Regions from separate parts of the Mus musculus genome. Here region 2 is linked to region 1. The links are chromatin contacts, called in public HiChIP or PLAC-seq maps. All regions are on one chromosome and are shown on one strand. The core of a region is the stretch at or near the end of the contact, and the rest is flanking DNA. Distances in the headings are between cores, read along the strand shown. Region 1 holds the start of Mrps35 (mitochondrial ribosomal protein S35). Region 2 has its middle 36 kb from the start of Gm15762.

The links. HiChIP or PLAC-seq counts read pairs in DNA pulled down with a chosen protein or histone mark.
Region 2: an H3K4me3 HiChIP or PLAC-seq map of embryonic limb bud shows a contact between it and region 1, with 5 times the contacts expected there. The contact joins the enhancer-like site here to the promoter of Mrps35 in region 1. A contact is called at or near these places in 11 of 39 promoter capture datasets (the 3T3-L1 cell line, the HPC-7 cell line, HPC-7-derived erythroid cells and 6 more) and 2 of 115 datasets of contacts at active chromatin or transcription factors (embryonic limb bud and stem cell-derived neural progenitor cells).

Annotation. Positions count from the first base shown.
Region 1 is chr6:147,039,746-147,044,679 of GRCm38.p6, reverse strand. Mrps35 (mitochondrial ribosomal protein S35) reads right to left here and starts at 1,910. Exons shown (of 8, transcript NM_145573.2): 1 at 1,780-1,910. The coding sequence starts at 1,885.
Region 2 is chr6:147,754,078-147,759,011 of GRCm38.p6, reverse strand. No RefSeq gene overlaps it. Among named protein-coding and RNA genes, the nearest start is that of Gm15762, 36 kb to the right of the region's middle. Within about 2 kb of position 2,646, at least 7 of the 459 cell types and tissues checked have an H3K27ac peak or open chromatin away from gene starts, as enhancers often do. A contact at or near this core is called in embryonic limb bud, where this site is marked.

The sequences.
Region 1 (4,934 bases), core at 661-3,160:
TGATGGGAGAATTCTAGAAACCCCAGATACTTTGTACCTCAGCTTTGACTTGGCACATTCATGGTCCTCAGTGAACTTGGAGTTTGTTTGCTTGAATTTCTAAGAGGAATTCCTCTTTCAATGATGGAAGTCTGAGTATTCCAAAATACTGAAGAGATGCCCTTGGCCAGAAGGTAAAGAAGAGATATGCAAGTATATTTCAGGAAGCAGAAACTCTGCTAAAGGAATTCTTAGTCTCTGCCATGGTGGGACAATCTATAGGCTTTTTATGGTACTATTCACTTTTGGGCTGAATCTACAGAGAAATGCGCATCATCCCATCTTGAGTGATGCAGACTAGGAATGTCCGCAACATCAGACTCAGTCTTCAGAGCACAAGGAGATGCTTGCTACTGAGATGCTTATTCCTACAGTGCCAAACAGCTGGCCACAGCTGCATTTAGTTCACATTGCCAAATACCCCTCTTATCTGACCTTATAGATTAGAGAGAGCACAAAAAATAGAAACAAGTAAATGAACTCAGACTCAGTATGGCTGATATTGAAAAAAGGACAGACAACTGAAGAGGGTCACCATATTTAATGTGCATCCACAAGACAGGCTTAGCAAAGGGTTTCTAATCCCTGTAAACGGCACTAACACTCATCCAACGGCTCAGGAAAGGGTTTATCTTCAAGGCCTACATCAAATCCATCAGTAAATCCTACTTGGCTTCATCCTCAAACTACATCCGATAATAAGCCAAACCACCTTCTGCACTGTTACCATCATCTTGCTTGGAATACCAACAGCCTCCAAATAGGTCTTGCAGTCTTACCCTGCTGAAGTGAGTCACCACGCAGATGCCAGTGATAGATCCTTCACAAGTAGAAACCATGTCACTTCTCTATTATAGTGTGATCCTCGACTTCTAACAAAGTCCAAGCTCAAATCAAAACCAAACGCCCCCAAATCCTTAAAGCTCAGCCCACTACTCTGACATCTTGGATTGCCACTCGACCCTTTACTTGAACACCTCTGGCCCGGGTGTCCCTTTCTTTTCCTTGATCATGTCTAACCTCTTTGAGAAGAACAGCGCTCTTCTCTCAAATCGTCGTGACTGCTCAAACATCTTTTCCTCTGGGAGGTTTCTCCTCACTATTCCATCCTACCTTATAGCCACTTCTTCAACAGCATATCGTTTTCAATACTGTGCTTTCTTTTTCTTCGTGATAATAAGTTTTATTGTTACCGTTTACCTGTGTCTACGCGCTACTTCAAAACTTTGATAGACTGCTAACCTCTGCAACTCTGCCTAACACACTTAAGAGAATAAAAGAGCGAAAACTTGGGGATAGACACATCTTAGGACTATGAGGAGCCACTATGATGTATTAAGTAATCTATAATTTGCCCGGAAACCATTTGTGGATTTTCAACAAGGGAGTGGAAAGGCACGACGTGCTGTGAGCAGGTCTGCAGGAGAGCGAGCGCGGAAGGAAGAAGCATGCCCTGCAGGAGAGGCGGCGGGGAAGGCCCTGGTGGGCAGGTGCCCGCTCCTGGCCGAGCCTTTCCTGCTGCCCACTCTTGCACGCGGCTCCCATCGCTGCATTCCCTCCAGCCCCACGCTTGCACCGCCTCTCACACTACAGTGCGCCCCGAACCCCTGCGGTGTGCCGGGCTCAGCGAACGCACTCGTGGAAATGCGCGACGACCTCCAGAAAAACACAGGAAGGTCACGGAGCGCACGGCCTCCTTTCTCCCCGCCCCCCAGCCCGCAGCGACGCACCCACACTCACGCGGGCCGGCTCTCGGAGCCGCGGGGCTGGCGACCGAGGAGAAGGTGCGCAGGACGCGCGCTCCCGGGCACAGGGTCTGCCTCAGCTGCAGCGCGGCGGCCGCCATGATAAAGGACGGCGAGCCGGAGCGGACAAGCACCGCCGGGAGGGGGCGGGACCGGAAGTGTGTAACCTGGGAACGGAAGAGCACTGGGCAAAGGGATAGTGGAGCTGTGGCTCTTGGTTGACTGTTGTGGAATGATGGGGACTCTGACCTAGAAGTCTCACAGTCTACGTCTACTGGCCTGTTTGTTTGTTTGTTTGTTTGTTTGTTTGTTTGTTTGTTTTAATGGCTGCTCTAAGACGTTTTTCTCCTTTCCCGTTTATTTGTATATTTTATGTATATCGGTGTTTTCCTGCATATCAGCACACCATGTGCCTGTATTGCTCACTGCGCCAGCAGCGGACATGGAGTTAGGGAAATAATGGGCTTCCTCGTGGATGCTGGAAACCGAACCTTAGTCCCTTGGAAGAGTAGTCCCTGCTTAATCAATGCACCACCTCTCCACCTCTTCAGCCCATTTTTTTCTTTGTTCCATTTTCTTCCTTCTCCTTCTGCCCTTTCTCTTTCTTTACAATCATGCTGCTCTAGTCTCCCAATTGCTGGAATATAGCATAACACCTAGCTTTTAATTACTCTGTGTGTGTGTGTGTGTGTGTGTGTGTGTGTGTGTGTGTGTGTGTGTGTGTGTGCACTAGTAAGAGAACAGTTTAAGGGAATTAGTTCTTTGGTTCTATCCCATCACCACCTAGGTTCTGAGGGTTAAACTCCAGGGGTAAGGCTTTAACATTTTAGCAGTCTTTATAGTTTTTTTGTTTTGTTTTTTTCCGAGACTGGGTTTCTCTGTGTAGCACTGGCTGTCCTGGAGCTCACTTTGTAGACCAGGCTGGCCTCGAACTCAGAAATCCGCCTGCCTCTGCCTCCCGAGTGCTGGGATTAAAGGCATGCACCATCATGCCCCAATGCCGTTATACTTCTTAAATGACTGCCATCCAACAGAGAAAGTAACAAGCACCAGAGGCAAAGGCCTTGGGGGATGAGGGGACAACACAATGGCACAGTGTGGCTGCACCCCTACCACTTTGTTTGTTTGTTCAAGTGGCCTTTTGAACTAGATTGTTCGAGTTTAAATTTTGACCTTGTCTTTTCATGTATTATTTTTGCGGTGGACCAGAACTGGATTCCTTAGACCAGTGCAGAAAGGCCCATAACCTTAAGTAGCTCTTGCTTCATAGGCTCTGGCTTCCATGAGCACCTGCAGTCATGTGCACAGTCCTATGGCTCACACACACAGATTAAAAATCATCTTTACAAGTAACTCCTTTATAAAGTATCAGTAAGCAAAGATGGTTTACAGTATAAAGCATGTATTAGTTTGCCAGCAGAAGTTTCTAAACTGTAATTTTTCAGCTGGAAAGGCTTTGGAAGTACAATCATCCACTGGTGGCTTATGTTCTTATTAAATTCTGCAAGGGGACTCCACATTTTCAGTTTTCATTGATCTCTACAGATTACATAGGTAATTCTGGGTAGAACAATTGAAAAACTTTAAGCCTTCTTTTTTTAATGGTCGTTTACTAATTTGAAGCCTAGGTTAATATGAGGGATAATTTTCAATAAAAACTAAGTTCTTTTTAAAAAGCATGTGAACAAAGCTCATCTGTTTCCAGATAAAGTACCAATCTCCAGGCAGGGAGAGAGCATGCAGCCGCTTCAGTCACCAGAACAGCACTGATTACATCATGAGATGGAGTTAAGAACGTGCATATGTGTTGGGGAGGGAAGACTGGAGAGGTGGCACAGCACTTAAAAGCAGTAACTGCTCTTCTAGAGGACCCTAGTTCAATTCCCAGCATCCATATGGTGCTTCACAATCATCTGTAATTTCAGCTACAATGCCCTCTTCTGGCTTTCACAGGTACCAGGCATGCATGAGGTGCAAGGACATTCGTGAAGGCAAAATAATCATACATAATAAATAAATAACCTTTAAAAGAAGAAAAAAAAGGCTCTCCATTGGGCATGGTAACACATGCCTTTAACTCAAAAGGCATAGGCAGGTGGTTTTCTGTGTGTTGGAGGCCAGCCTGGTCTATGTAGTGAGTTACAAGTTACCCAGTGATTGTCCTAAAAAAGGAAAAATAAATAAATAAGCCCAGGATCATAGGATCAGAAGTAAGGAGGATACAACATCTGCCCCAACACTGGACGTAACTGAGACCATTGGGACCCAGGCACCCAGGAACTCTGCCCGACCAGTGACATAGGTTTCTTCCAGTCTGAGTCAGTGCCCTAGACAGACCTTGGACACAAACTCTGCAGCCAGTCCTACAACACCCAGAGGAAGCTCCACTCCCAGGCACTCTAATAAGCTCTGGATCAAAGAATCAGAGGTGCCCTGAGCAGACCTTGGGTGCTGAATCCACAGCCAGTCCCACAACACTCAGAAGTAGCTCCACTCTCAGGTGCTCTAACACGCCCAGGATCCCAGGAGCTTGGTCACACCAACATCTCAGAGTCCCTAAGGCAGCTTGACTCCCAGGAGCTCTGACATATCCAGGATCTCAGGATCACAGAATCACAGGATCACAGAGACAGCTGAACTCTGAGGAGTTCTGACACAACCAGGATCACAGCAAGGACAGACTCATGTCAGATATTAGGAGGGCAGGTAGCAATAGTGATAATCAGATAGCGTGAGGCAAGCGCAAGAACATAAGCAACAGAAACCAAGGTTACTTGGCATCATCAGAACCCAATTCTCCCACCATAGCAAGTTCTGGATACACCATCATACCAGAAGAGCAAGATTCATATCTAAAATCACTTCTCATGATGATGATAGAGGACTTTAAGAAGGACATAAACAACTCCCTTAAAGAAATACAAGAGAACACAGGTAACCAGCTAGAAGCCCTTAAAGAGGAAACACACACACACACACACACACACACACACACACACACACACACAAAATCCCTTAAAGAATTGCAGGGAAACACAAACAGGTGAAGGAAATGAACAAAACCATCCAATATCTAAAAATGGAAATAAAAACAAAGAAATCACAAAGGGAGACAACCCTGGAGTTAGAAATCCTAGGAAAGAGATCAGG
Region 2 (4,934 bases), core at 1,397-3,896, 710 kb before region 1:
CAGACAGGGTGAGTTGAATGGAGGGAACATGAAGGTGGACTTGCACACTGGGGATCAAAGGTTGAAGGGATCTCTGTTAAAGGGATCCCTGAGGTGTATGCTAACTCTGTCTACATCACAATACCTCTGGGTGTGTGGCTCCAAGAAGAACACATCATGCTGTAAGTCCAAAGTGAAGGTGCTGTGGTCTCTCTCTGACCTGTGGGTGACCACCAGCATTATCCTCCCTGGACACAAGAGATGGACAGAAAGGAGACCAGTCTACTGTTTGTGTATGTGTCTGATGCATACCAGCACAGCAAGTACTTTATTCAGTGAGCCATATCCCTACCCCCACCCTGTTCCTCTTATAAAAACACTAGTGCTACTGGACTAGGTCCCACCACTCATGACCTCATTCAACCATAATTCCCTCACTGAAGACCTGTCTCCAAATGTGATCACACTGGACGAGCCTTCAGGGAGGACACAGTTCCTACAAGCTTATTTCTAAAACTGGATATTCATAGTGACAGCCTTCTAGATGTTTCTCAGTGAGGCCAACTTCCTCCACACCACACGGTTGGAGTGTGGTAGAAGTGACCCAGGCAGCCTTGGCAGTGGGAGGCTATTAGAGCTTTCTCTCTTAACATTAGCAAACCTCCTCCAAGTAGGGCATTTTTCACCATTTCCTCTACTAAATAACTAACTACATGTTATTATTTTTCATGGTGTGTATGTATGTGCATGTGTGTGTGTGTGTGTGTGTGTGTGTGTGTGTGTGTGTATGCTCCAGAGTCATGGTGGTCCTCCGATTATTTTTGTCTCCATTTTAATACCCCTACCTTACAAACAACATTTATGTTGGGAAATTAGAGCATTATTATCTTAAGGGAATTATTATCTTAAGCCTGGCAGATCAAACTTCTTTCACGTTGTCAGAGAAGTAAATCATTTTAGCAACCACACAAGTCCTAGAAGTGCAAATTCTCTTAACCATTTGATTACTGAATAGCATCAATACTAGGAGCCCCCATGAATGCTGGGTAATGATAGTATATGATACTAATGACAAAGTTCTCTGGCTCCAAGGCATGTTAGTAATTGTCTCATTAAAATGTAGCTTCTTGTGATCCTTTCGTTAATACAAACATTAAGAGTTGTGTTGGATTGCTTGCCTAGCTCGTACAGATGCAGGAGAATCACAAGGCCATTTCTGGCTTCCATGGTGAATGAGTGTGAGGCCAGCCTGAGCTACCTGACACCCTGTCTCAAAAAGATTAAATTAAGCTCAAGATGATAAGCTGGGTTTTGTTTGTTTGTTTGTTTGTTTGTTTGTTTTAGTTCTTTTAATGCTGTGCTGGGAATGGAACACATGGAGTCTCAGAAAAGCCCAGCAAGTATTTTATCACAGAACTGTGACCCTAGACATTCAGTTAATAACTCTTTAGATGACTCATGTTTAAGTTCACAGAATTTTCCTACCTAGAAGAAAAAAAGGGTGACATAATTTTATTTCCTCTACTGAAAGCGTTTGAAACTGCACATTGTCTTAACTTCTTAGAAGTCTAGACAATGGCCACATGCTTATGTGAGATGGATTCATTATTTCTGTTTTGACATTCTTTAGAAAAGGACAAAATTTGCTTGGGAATCAGTAAAGAATGGGGAGGCTGTAGTTCTAGTCCAATTAGCAATCACCCCTATAATGTAGTTCTCAGTTTCAGTAGGAAGACCAATAAAATCTGATACAAACTGTACCATGTTTTTACTATGAGAGGCAGCCCTGGATGATGAGAACATTGGATGTGGTGACTGGTGGTCTTGACGGCTGTTCCAGCCCTCGTCTCCCTGAATCTTTGTTTTTAATTGCAAACTGAAACAGTTAAACGCAAGAGATGAAAAGGCATTACATTTCACACTCCTGTCCAACTGACAAGACAGTAAAATGTCTCAGTATTTATTAATTTATATATTTTTAAACAACTCCCAAGTTACCCAGACGGGATCTGCACACATTATTAGCCAAGATTTAGCTCTCAAGTGCTGGGATTACAAGTGTGTATCCCTGCCGCATCAAGCGTAATCAAACATTTTGGAAATCAGGATTTCTTCATAGAGACAAATAAAAATACTAAATATTTACTGGATCAAGATGAAATTTTAAGGAAGTGGCCCAAAATGCCTTTGTGAGTTTTCTGTGGAGAAGTTCATGTGGCAGATTGGAACTGTAGCGGTAACGTCTGTGAACTTATGTAGAGCAGAAGTAAACACCATGTAAGTGTGTGGCCACTTACCCCCACAATTTCACTTGCTTCACACGTGCATTGCTCACTGACCACCTGCAAAGAGCTACAGTTTTGTGTTCTGGGCAGTAAAGGCAGCATCTACACAGGGAGTTAGCTGTCTGTTGCAAGAAGTCTCTAGACCAAATTTGTACATACAAGCAAGAGTTTGCCAGAGCTAATCAGATAATTATACCCTAGGCAACCAGCATGCGGGACAAGGGGAACAGTTTTATTTTCTTTGCTTCACATTTCAGCCTTGGTAAAAATTAGGTACCGGGTAAAATCTCAGCCTGGGGGGTGGTTTGCTTCTAATTGCCTGTGTTCACTAAAATAGGTTAGGAGTTTATGAGAATTGAGTTATATTCTATGACACACAGTGAAATGACCTCACACTGAAGCAGCGAGGGGAGACCCTGCACCACGCAGCTCTGCCTTGTGCCCTCCTCCAATACAACAGATCCTGGGTCTCTTGGGGAAGTAGGTGAGGAAGCCCTGTCTCTACGCAGCTTATTATTCTGTTGTTAGATGTGTGGTTTTAACATTGGCTCATATGTAAGCCAGTCTACACCTAATATTTTAATAGAGAAAAGACTAGTTGAAACCTTTAATATCCAACACTCCCCTCTCTGCTTTTTAGAAATTTTTCTATATACTTCTAATGGGCTTTTAAAATATGTGTGACCACCAGAAATAGCCACTTTATTTTAAAAGCTCACTGTTATGGCATGTTTGCTAATCTGACATCAGGGAAAAGTCAAGTTCAAATTTCATGCTTTGGAAAGCAATAAAAATCACCACCTGGAAAATCCAGGGGTGCGCTGTTATTCAAAGCAGGTGTGTGGCTGAAGGGATGCAGCGCATCTGGGTCAGAAAATCCAGGGTCTCTGAGGGCAGCCACTTTGCACAGGGCCTCTGCCATCAGAGAAGCAGCTTAACAGAACTTGGGCATTCACTGTCTCGAGGAGAAACATCACCAGCTATAGTTAGGATGGCAGTTCAAGCCGTTAAGCATTGCCTTCATATCAAAGAATTCCCAACAACACACCTGTGTGTTTATTATCTCAAAAACTAGGGGGCATGGCTATAAATAGTTTCTACATTTGATTTTTTTCCCCTTGGCCAAGGTCTGGATCATGAAAAGAAGTGCTATATTCTACCAGAAAGACTTTCCAGTGCTCCAAAGCCACCTTGCAAAGTCCCTCTAGAGGGAGCAGATCCTACGGGAGTAATTTCTGGACTTGAAGCCATTTACAACATACAAACCACGGACAACACTCTGGAAAGAAAATGGCAGCACTGATGTCATGGTCACATGCAGGTAAAGGGCTAGTTCTGCAGTCACATAGTACATGGAAGCAGTGTCCCTTCTTCCCAGGGAGAGTTAAGTTCTAGCTTCATTTTACCAGTAGTGTTGACTTAGCTCTGCAGTGTGCATGCTGTTACTTCCAACTCTGCCAAAACCATGACTCCCTGTACACTGTAAAAGGCCCTTTCCATCTCTCAGCACACACACAGACACACAAACACACATGTACACACTCTTGCACACACATACACATGCATGTGCATGCACATATGCACACACTCACAAGTGCATGCACACACATGTATGCACATACATATACATGCATGTGTGCACACACACATACATGCACACACATGAACACAAGCACATGCATGTACACACGTGTAGATGCACACACACACATGAGCGTGTACACACACATACACATGCACATGTACACACACATACACACACACACACACACACGTGCTACATGGAAAACCTGTTACATGGACAGAGATGTATACTCCTGACTGTCAGTGAGATGACTATGTTTTAAGGCAGGTCTAAAGCTTGCTGCAACTCAGAACAGCAGAGGGAGGATACCCACCCCAATCTCCTGTCTACAAGGCTGTTGATTCTGAGTAAGGATGGATAGGTTAGTTTTCCAGGGTGAAGAACCCTTTGACACTATTCAGGGTTGAAGCAAGGCAATCTTGTGCCCAAGACTCTTTCTGTATCTTTTTTTAAGGAGAGATCTTAAGAAAAGTTTATCTTTAACAAGTAATTTAAAACAGATCATGTAGACTTTCTTTCCGAACACCAAGATGGAGTGGTGGTACCTACACCTCCTTGCTCAGATGTGACAGCCTTCAGGAGAGACGAAGTATTGGTATTCTGCTCTGTGTTTCTGAGAGCTAGCACACACAGAGGAGAGCCCTGTGCATCTCTCACTCCTGCAGAGTTTTGGGGAGCTGATTTGAGTCCCTGTCTCCATAGTGCCTCTCATGCCCACGGAGTCAGCGGGTACACTGTTGTCAAGTCCTGGTGGAAAGCCTGCTCCAAGTGAGCCTTCCCAGAATGGAAAAGTGTAAAGAGAATGGGAACTTAAGTGGTTTCTTAGAAATGTTCTTAAATTGAGCAGCAAAAGTCTTAAATGCCTGCCATTGATCTCTAGTCCCCCAAGCTGTGTGTTTAAGACCAGGTGGGGACATCTCCCAGGCCCACTCTATCTCCCCATCTCTTCTTCACACCATCTCTCCAGTCTTTATTCAAACCCCACATGAAGAGGGAGAACACTTGCAATTTCTGCTTGACCTGAGGAATGAATCTGTCAAGTTAGTTCTTTTTTCTTAATAGTTAGGAACAAATCACCAATCGCC